Linked DNA regions of Callithrix jacchus: region 2 is linked to region 1. The links are chromatin contacts, called in public Hi-C maps. All regions are on one chromosome and are shown on one strand. Each heading gives the region's core, a stretch centred on a gene start, on an enhancer-like site or on the middle of the called end of the contact. The rest is flanking DNA. Distances are from core to core; before and after follow the strand shown.

Region 1 (4,180 bases), core at 1,197-3,696:
GAATAGGCAGGAGTGAGTTTTTACTTTTCCCTGGGTCCCCACAGTTCTTCCCTCTCATGGTGCAATGCAAATAAGGCATGCTGGAAAATTTCTGCATCATGTTTATGTATTTATTTATGTGTTTATATGCCAGCTCATCTCTTGGAGATTTTGAGGCAACTTCAAATTTAAACACAATAAAGTAATGGTAACATTAAAGTAAGATATAAAGAAAAGTAAAAGGTGTGCCTTGGTGAAAAGAACAAAACTATGCAGCTGACTACTTTGAAATAGTTTGGAGTTCCTCAAACGGTTAAATATAGAATCACCATAGGACCCAGCATTTCCACTCCTTGGTATATACCCAAGATAATTAAAAATATATTTCCACAAAAAACTTATTCTCCAATGTTCATAGCATTATTTGTAGCAGCCCCAAAGTAGAAACTCCCAGATGGTCAATGACGGATGAATGGATGGCCAAAATGTGTTGTCTTCATCCAGTGGAATATTAATGCATGCTATAACATGTATCAATCTTCAAAACGAGTGAAGTCAGTCACAAAGGCCACATATTATATGATTCTGTTCATATCAAATGTGCGGAATAGGGAAATCCATTAAAGACAGAAAGTAAACTAGTGATTGCCAGGTGCGAAGGGAAGAGGCAAATGACTACTAATGGGTATAGGGTCTCTTTTTGGGGTGATGAAGCATTAGATAGTGTTGATGGGTGTACAACTTTGTGAATTTACTAAAAACTACTGAACTGTACACTTTAAAAGTGTGAATATCATGGTATGCAAATCTGTCAGGGACTGAATGTTTGTGTCCCTCCAGTATTCATACATTGTAGCCCTTGACCTGATAGGATATAGGATTAGTGTCCTTATAAGAAGAGATATCAGAGAGTGAGCTCTCTATGGCTTGCTTTCTCTTTCTTGCTTTTCCTCTCTCTGAGCACTTGTACAGAGGAAAGACCATGTGAAAACTTAGGGAGAAGGCAACCATCTCCAACCCAAGGGAGAACCCTCACTAGACACCAACCCTGCTGGCACTTTGATCTTGGACTTCCATCCTCCAGAACTGTGGAAAATAAATTTTGGTCATTTAAACCATCCAGTCTGCAGGATTTTGTTATGGCATCCCAAACAGGCTAAGACAAAATTATATGTCAACTTTTCAATGTAAAAACAGTAAAGAAACAAATATGTGGCTGGTAAACACTGCATCATTGATGTAGTTAAATTCCAACTTTGCCTGAGCTTCCTAGTAGCCAGAGTTGTAAAGGAAGATGCCATCATTCACACCTATCAAAAGGAGAAACCTCTAGATGTCAGAGGAAGCAAGGCTTTAAATGGTTCAGCATGCCCAAAGAAATGTCACATGGGAGGCTGATGTTAGAAGTATTGAAACATACTGAATTAATGAATCAGTCAAGAGAGGAGGCAGGTAACTTTTTGTGTTTAAGCAGCTAGTTATAGGGGATAAGGGAGGATACTGATGGCATTCTACCCAGAAGGCTATTGACAGGTGGAGGGCATTATTTCTGGACAACAGTAGGAGATTGTGAGGGGAGCTGAAGTGTGGGTAGGGTTGGTGTCCTTGGTCCCGAGTGGTCATTTCCTCCTAAACCAGTGTCATTCTAGCAACACCATTACTTCCAGGCATGTCTGTTTTATGCTGAATTGGGTAGCACTGTTCTTTCTTTCCCTTTTCCTAGTCTGCCGTGACTCTGGCAGGCTCGATCATTTTTAAAAAGCAGCACAAAACAAGGACTCATTTCTGCACTGCTTTGACAGTGGGAGTAATTTGGCTTCCCAAATTAATGTGAAATTATCACTGCAGAGCTTTGCCAACCCTTCCTTAGGGCCAGAGGGCAGAAGCGAAGGCAACTACAGAACTCCTCAGCCCAGATCCCACTTTTTGGTTTATTTTAGGTAAATACAACCTGGAATTCAGCAATTTTATCTCAGAAACACCAGAGAGCGCTGCTGCACTGTAGGAGAGCCAGCAACCACCTTGCCTTTCAATTGTGTCCCCCAGTCCCAGGCACTGACTGGGGAGTCAGCCACTCCAGAGCAGGCTAATTTTCAGGGACACTCTTAAACTTTCAGACCTGAGAACCCAACACAACGAGTCTCATACCAGGACACAAAAGCCAGTAATTTCCTGCAGAGCACAATGGAGTAAAACTACCACTGGAGAGACTCCCAGAGCACCCTACAGAAGGCCTGGCCCCAGACTGATAGCAAGCCCTGAGCAGCCCAGATCCTGGCGGACAGTAAGGCTGCTGCACCCAGGGTTTCACCTACTGACTGCTGACTTGACTGATCTTCCATGACCTTACTTTCTCCTTGGCCCTCTTCCCCTTCTCCACCCTGCATGTGAGACCACACGTTGCATGGGGAGTTGGGAGGAGAGTAGATGACAGTGTCAGGGCCAGTAGGGCAGCCCTTTCCTGTAGGAAGCCTGGAGTATGCTCTCCTTGCCTCACTCACTCGCATAGGGGAGGCTTGGAGGTCCCAGAAGCACCCCGTGCCACTGAAAAGGCAGATCTCATTGCTGCCCATTCTGTATAACTGGGGATGCCACCACCTAGCACAAGTCCCACCTTGTTCCCATTCCCATAGATGGAGCTTCTTTGGCTTCACCGTGACTCTCTGCCCTTGTGATCCAGGTGGTCCTTCAGGTCTTCCTGGGATATGAGCCTGCGGTCAGAGTCCTCTGTTTTGGGGAGGCCTGTTTGGTTTTTGGTGTGTGTCTACCTAGCAGAGCTACATGTTGGGGTTTTCAGATTTTGGGAGGATCATCACACAGATGGATTCTGGGGACTTCAAACATGCAGACAGTAGGCTTTGCCCTGTGATCTTGGAGCCACCGGGGACTAGGAGATTGCAATTTCTGTCCTAAGATCCTCCAACCTCCAGTTTCCAACATCACTGGCCTGAAGCTCCCTATGCCTCTACACAAATGAACTTCAAGAAAATCTTGCCCCTCTCCTTCCCCCTGAAGTAAGGGGAGCAGCTTCCTCTCACTGGGGCCTGCTGAAGAGTATGCTATCTGCTGGGACCATGTGGCTCCAGCATTTTCTTCCCTCCTTCTCTCCTCCCTCCTCCCATCTGCAGACACTGAGGCTGAGCCCATGGCACGGGGCTCTTCACAAATAGAGGAGTGGAGGTGTAATAATTCCATCCTGGCAGCCTGATGAAGGGTGTACACACCTTCAACTAAGAGAGCACAGCATCTCCAAAGCCAATTAGTCCTCCAGACTCTTAAAAAGCAATCAGAGTCACCTAACCAGATTCAGACTTTTGAGGCAAGAAGAATCATTAGACTTCTATTAAAGGGGCATTATTAATAATGACACTGTGACAATAGAGACACACTGGGGTGGTATTGAGTAAGCTAGAATATATTGTCACTCTAGAGATGATGGGAATTTGTGTCTCCTGTCCCAGAGATACCCCTCGCCTCTGCTTCTCTCATTTGCCCATTTGCTGTGCTCAGAAAACATACTGGGGGCTCTCACTCCTGCGGATGACCCTGATCAACTTGTCCGGAGCTCACCTCACTCCTTCCCAGGAAAAGGGCTCTGCTGAGGGCCCCAGGGACCTCCTCCTGACCTTGTAGCTGATGAGTCTTCCTCGTGCAGCCTGACAGGAGATGGGCCTGCTATCAGTGCAGGGAGGCTCCGGACTGTGCTTAGCTGATAGGCTCTGGGGTGTGCTCTGACTCAGGGTGAGACCAGATGGGCCCAATGATGACGGGCTGGCACTGAACCCTCCCTGTCTGGCATGAGCCTCCCCACCTGTGTACTGGCCACAGTGACTACCGTAAGTTCCTTCACAGGCCACCAGGCTCAAGAAGTCTTAAGCCTACAAAGCTCAGATCAGACATCCTCAGGCTGCCCTTCCCCTAAAATGTCCTCCTCTGTGCCTCTCTCAAACCCTGTGTTCCTGAGAATGTGTCTTGGCTATTGTGCGGCTGGTTCTTAATGGCTCCAGCTCTTCTCCTCCACCATATTTCAGGGTTCAGCATAGAGGTGGCTCCTGTGAGTGCCTGCCCTCATAAGTTCCTGTGAGCAAGTCTCTATGAGTGATTTGCTCCAAGAGCTACAGCTACAGCTCCATCCCAACACACATATATTCAAGGGCTTTGGAAGCACAGCCCAATGGCCCAATATTTTCTGTTTCTGGGC
Region 2 (4,180 bases), core at 1,110-3,609, 89 kb after region 1:
GGAACTGAAGGAAGTTCGATGTGGCTACAGAAGTAAGCAGAGGTAAAACCATGTGGAGCCTTACAAACCACTTTTTGATGTTTCAAGAGCAGTGCAATTTCCTAGCTTCAAGTAATGGGCTCAACTCTGCATTTTGAGGTACTCATGGTTGTAGTGGAGAGATGAAAGGGAACTAAAATGGAGGGGCAGCCAGTCAGGAAAGTGTTGCCATCGCTTATGTGAAAAAGGACGGAGAGAAATGGGTGGATTAGAGGAGATTTAGGGGTCAAATTGAACAGCCTTGGGACATAGATGAGTAGGGTCTGGGGCTGAGGGAGAGGGAGCTGCCAAGTATGACTCCCAGGCTTCTGGTTAGGTAACTCATGGGAATTTTCTCCTTCAGTATAGCAGGGAAGACAGCATGTGTGGAGTGGGGAGATGTGGGGAAGAACAAGAACTGTGGTTTGGACATGTTGTCCTTGAGGTGCCTGTGGACACTCAAGTGGGGATGTAGACTGAACAATGAGTTGTATGAATCTGAAATTCAGCAGTAAGGATAAGGGTAAAGAGAGAAATTTGTGTCACCTGTGTGTATAGGAAAACAATAAAGAGAAAAGGGAAATGGAAAGCCTAAACCTGAGCCTTGAGGAACCCCCAACCTTTACTAATGGGGAGAGCAGGATGCTAAAGCTTGAGCAGAGGTGGCCAGAGAGAATAAGGGGAAACCAAGGGAAATGAGTGATCCGGGGGGCAGTGGTCATCGCTGGGTGTCAAACACTGCTTGGGGATCTGGCAGATGAGGTCTGAAGAACAGTCGTTGAATTTAGAGATTAGAGGATATAGTTAATATTGAGACCTGGTTTGTTGCTGTTAGGGGACTAGAAGGCTGACTGTAGGGCCTGAAGAGTGGGAAAGATGTGAGGATGAGGAGACGGCTCTTTCAAGGAATTTTGCCATGGTTGAGGACAGAGACACTCAGTGGGGTCGAATGAGGGTTTTGTTCCCATAGTAGAGGCTTTAACATATTTATAGGCCAATGGGAAAGAGCCAGTTGAGAGCAGGTGGTTGAGCCTTCAGGAGAGAAAAGGGATGACCCACGAGGCAAGCTCCTGAGAAGGGTGAGATAGAAGGAAGCTTGTGTGGATGTAGCAGATGCAGGAGGGTTTCTGTGTGGTTTTAGCCCGGCTCAGGCCAGTGGCTGACACAGGCCGAAACGGAGGCTTATTCGTGTTTTATATGTATTTCCGAGTGTGTGCTCCTTTCCCCAGGTCTGGGCCGCCTGCCTGGCCCATGTGCCATAGGGAATATCCAAACTGGGCCCGGGCGGAGGCTGGGCATCTCACGCTCTGGGCTTGTTCCCTGAGAATCTCTGATGAGATTCTCAGACCTTGTTTCCCCTCATTCATGAGAGGAAGGTTCACAGAGCAGGCGTGGGAACCTGCCTGGCCGCCAGGGCCTCCTCCCACTCAGGCTGAGGTTTGCTGCATCTCTTCTTATTCTCTTTCAGACTGGACTGGCTGAACCAGGTGTCCATTCTTTTTGACCCATGGCATAAAGAAAAGTTTGGGCAACCCAGTGCACCCCCGGATTGTTACCGCCCCCCCCCCCACCCCTGCCAGCCTTTGATGGGCCTCCTTATCAATCCATCATCCCTGTACATTATACCAGGACTGCCTGAACCGGATCCCGGGACTCTGAACCCTTCTGGGAGCTCGACCCTGAGGATGGGCCACCCAGTCTTGGTCTCCAGGGTGTGGGCCCCAGGTCCCTAGTCTTCCTCAGCGTCTTCTCCACTGGTCCGCCTCCTCCCTCTAATACCCAGTTCCTAGCCCGGTGACCCCAGTCTCCTGTTACAGCCTCTGTGGTGGTGCCGGGAAGGGGCCCGTGTTCCCGGCAGGGCACCCCAAGCAATGGGCCTGAGCGGAGGCAGGGAAATCCCTCAGCCTCCAGGGGACGCTCTCCTCACAGCCCCGGCGCGGGGATCGGGTCGTGGCGACCTCACCAGGCGCCCGGGGGCTGGGAAGGAGGGCGGGCCAAGGCCCGCAGGTGGGGGCGCACCAAAGCCAGGCGGGCGCGGACTACGTGCGGTGGGCGGCAGGCGGCATGAAGGGTGCAGGCGGCCAGCTCCAGCTCCGGCTCCGGCTCCGGCTCCGGCTCCCACGCTGGTTCCCGCTCCCGCTTCGGCTCCCACTCCTACGCGGTCGGGTAGCCTGGGCGTACCCAAGGGTCGCAGAGGACAGCGACCCCCGCCAGGGCCCTCGGAGCTCGGAGCCAGGACGCAGGCGGGCGTGAGGAGCGTGAGGTTAGGACCAGGCTGCGGCTCAAGTGGGCGGAGCCCCGGCCGCGGCGGGAGGCGGAGCGGCCGAGGGAGGAGGTGCCTAGTGGACTGGGCGACGCCGCGGGAGGTTCTGGAAACGCCGGGAGCTGCGAGTGTTCAGGTGAGCGCGCCGCCGGCTCAGCCGCCAGATCTGCCCCGGGGCTGGGGCGTGGGCAGGGGTCGCTGGACCGTGCGTTCTGCCCGCGCGGGGCTGAAAGTTAGGGGCCGGGGCCTGGGGTCGCGCCGCTAGCAACCCGCAGCGCAGTCCGGGCCGCAGCCCCGCGCCCTCAGCCGTCTGGGTTCCTGTCCCGCTGCCCTCACGCCTTCCCGAACTCAGTGTGGTGAGGTCAGCCGCCGCCCTTCGTGCCGTCCGCTCGGCTGTCGGGCGGGGCTGGGAACTTGGTGGTCCTTCCTTGTCGGGCTCCCGGGAAGCGGCGTCCTGACCCCCGGCTGCCCGCTGTTGGGAGCGGGGGCGCTGCGTTAGCCTGGCCCTGAGGGGCCGGTTCTTGTTGGCAAGGCCCGCTCTGCTCCCTCGCAGGGGCTGGGAGTCCGAGGTCTTGTCTGGGCAGGGTCCAGCTTGGAGCCCATTAGATGGGCATTGGATCAGAAGGACTTTTCTCATCCAGACATCCCTGTGGAACCTGCGTTGTTTTTCCTTGGCAGCCGCAGAGACCCGTGAAAATTCGTTAACTAGTTCAACAAACGGGACCCTTCTGTGTGCCGGAAACCGCAAGCAGTTGCTAACCGTGGGACAGGCGGACTGGAAAAGCTAGTGGGAAGGTCCGGGCCCAGAGCAGTGTGGTGAGCGCTGTGCTTGAAGGGAATAAGGGCTCTGGGTATTTGGTAGAGGACTGGATGCCTCCGGCCAGGGGACTTCCTGGAGGAGGTGACCCATGAGCTCAGAAGAAGGCTGGCAAAAGGGCAGCGTGGACAGAGGAACAGCCTATGTGAGTGGGAGCAGAGACCTTGGCCGATGTCATGCTTTATGGCATTGTAGTGGAAGCAAGGTGATGGGGAAGGGACACTGTAGGGGCTAGCTGTCCATGGATGCTATCCACAAGACCCTGGAGTGAGAAGACAGTGGTGCCTGGTACTGTGCCCTGCATATGTAAAATGCCCAGTTGACCCTTGCATCATGAGTCTGGATCAGGGCATTTCCTGCTTCAGGTATTGCTGGGCAGCCCAGGTGGGTCCCTGGCCTTTGTATTCTATTTGACCCTTTAAGATGGTGTAGGAGAGCAATGGAATCCCTCCCAAGACTGAGATTGTTGTCTTTTACTGTAGAGTGACACCTGAGATTTGTGCTTCTTGATATAGACCATCTGGGGCCTCACAGCCCCAGCCCTCTTGTAGGAGATCCTGGTCCTAAGAGCAAGGGTTGGAGGACATTACTGTGTAGCTTGGGGCATTATTAAATGTCCCAGACTTTGCAGAGATCCATTGTTCACCTAAGAATTTATAGGATGTTTTCGGGATTTGCTGCTTGTTCTCAGCCTATATCTCATCTGACATAACAGGTTCCATAATTTAGTCTCTGTTAAATAAACCAGGATTTCCTTTGGCTAATACTTAAACTGCCCCTGAAGTGTCCAAGGTGCAGCCTCTCACTGTGGTTCAGGGCCTCAGGGCCCAGTCTGTCTGCTTCTCCCCACTCACAGAATATTTGGTCTTTGAATTCTTTTTTTTAAAGGCCTCTTTACTCTTACACAGCCAAGTGTCCACTATGTGGCCCAGCCAGTGAAGCCACGTAGCAAGGATGGAGTAAGTTGGCTGGGGCCTCATCCCAAAGATGCTGTCATAGTGGATCACCCTGCTTCTCCGAGAGCTCAGTAGGTAGACCCAGTGACTTTTAAGCTGAGGCATTGTCTGTGGCATGTGATAGGC

What was found. Hi-C and Micro-C count contacts between places; a contact is called where the count stands out from the background.
Region 2: a Hi-C map of skeletal muscle shows a contact between it and region 1, with 2.9 times the contacts expected there. The contact joins the promoter of P4HA2 here to the enhancer-like site in region 1. A contact is called at or near these places in 2 of 3 Hi-C or Micro-C datasets (induced pluripotent stem cells and skeletal muscle).

What each region holds. Positions count from the first base shown.
Region 1 is chr2:76,143,420-76,147,599 of calJac240_pri, forward strand. All of the region lies in intron 2 of SLC22A4 (solute carrier family 22 member 4), which reads right to left. Among named protein-coding and RNA genes, the nearest start is that of SLC22A4, 23 kb to the right of the region's middle. Within about 2 kb of position 2,447, at least 4 of the 16 cell types and tissues checked have an H3K27ac peak or open chromatin away from gene starts, as enhancers often do. A contact at or near this core is called in skeletal muscle, where this site is marked.
Region 2 is chr2:76,232,589-76,236,768 of calJac240_pri, forward strand. P4HA2 (prolyl 4-hydroxylase subunit alpha 2) reads left to right here and starts at 2,360. Exons shown (of 14, transcript XM_078364880.1): 1 at 2,360-2,642.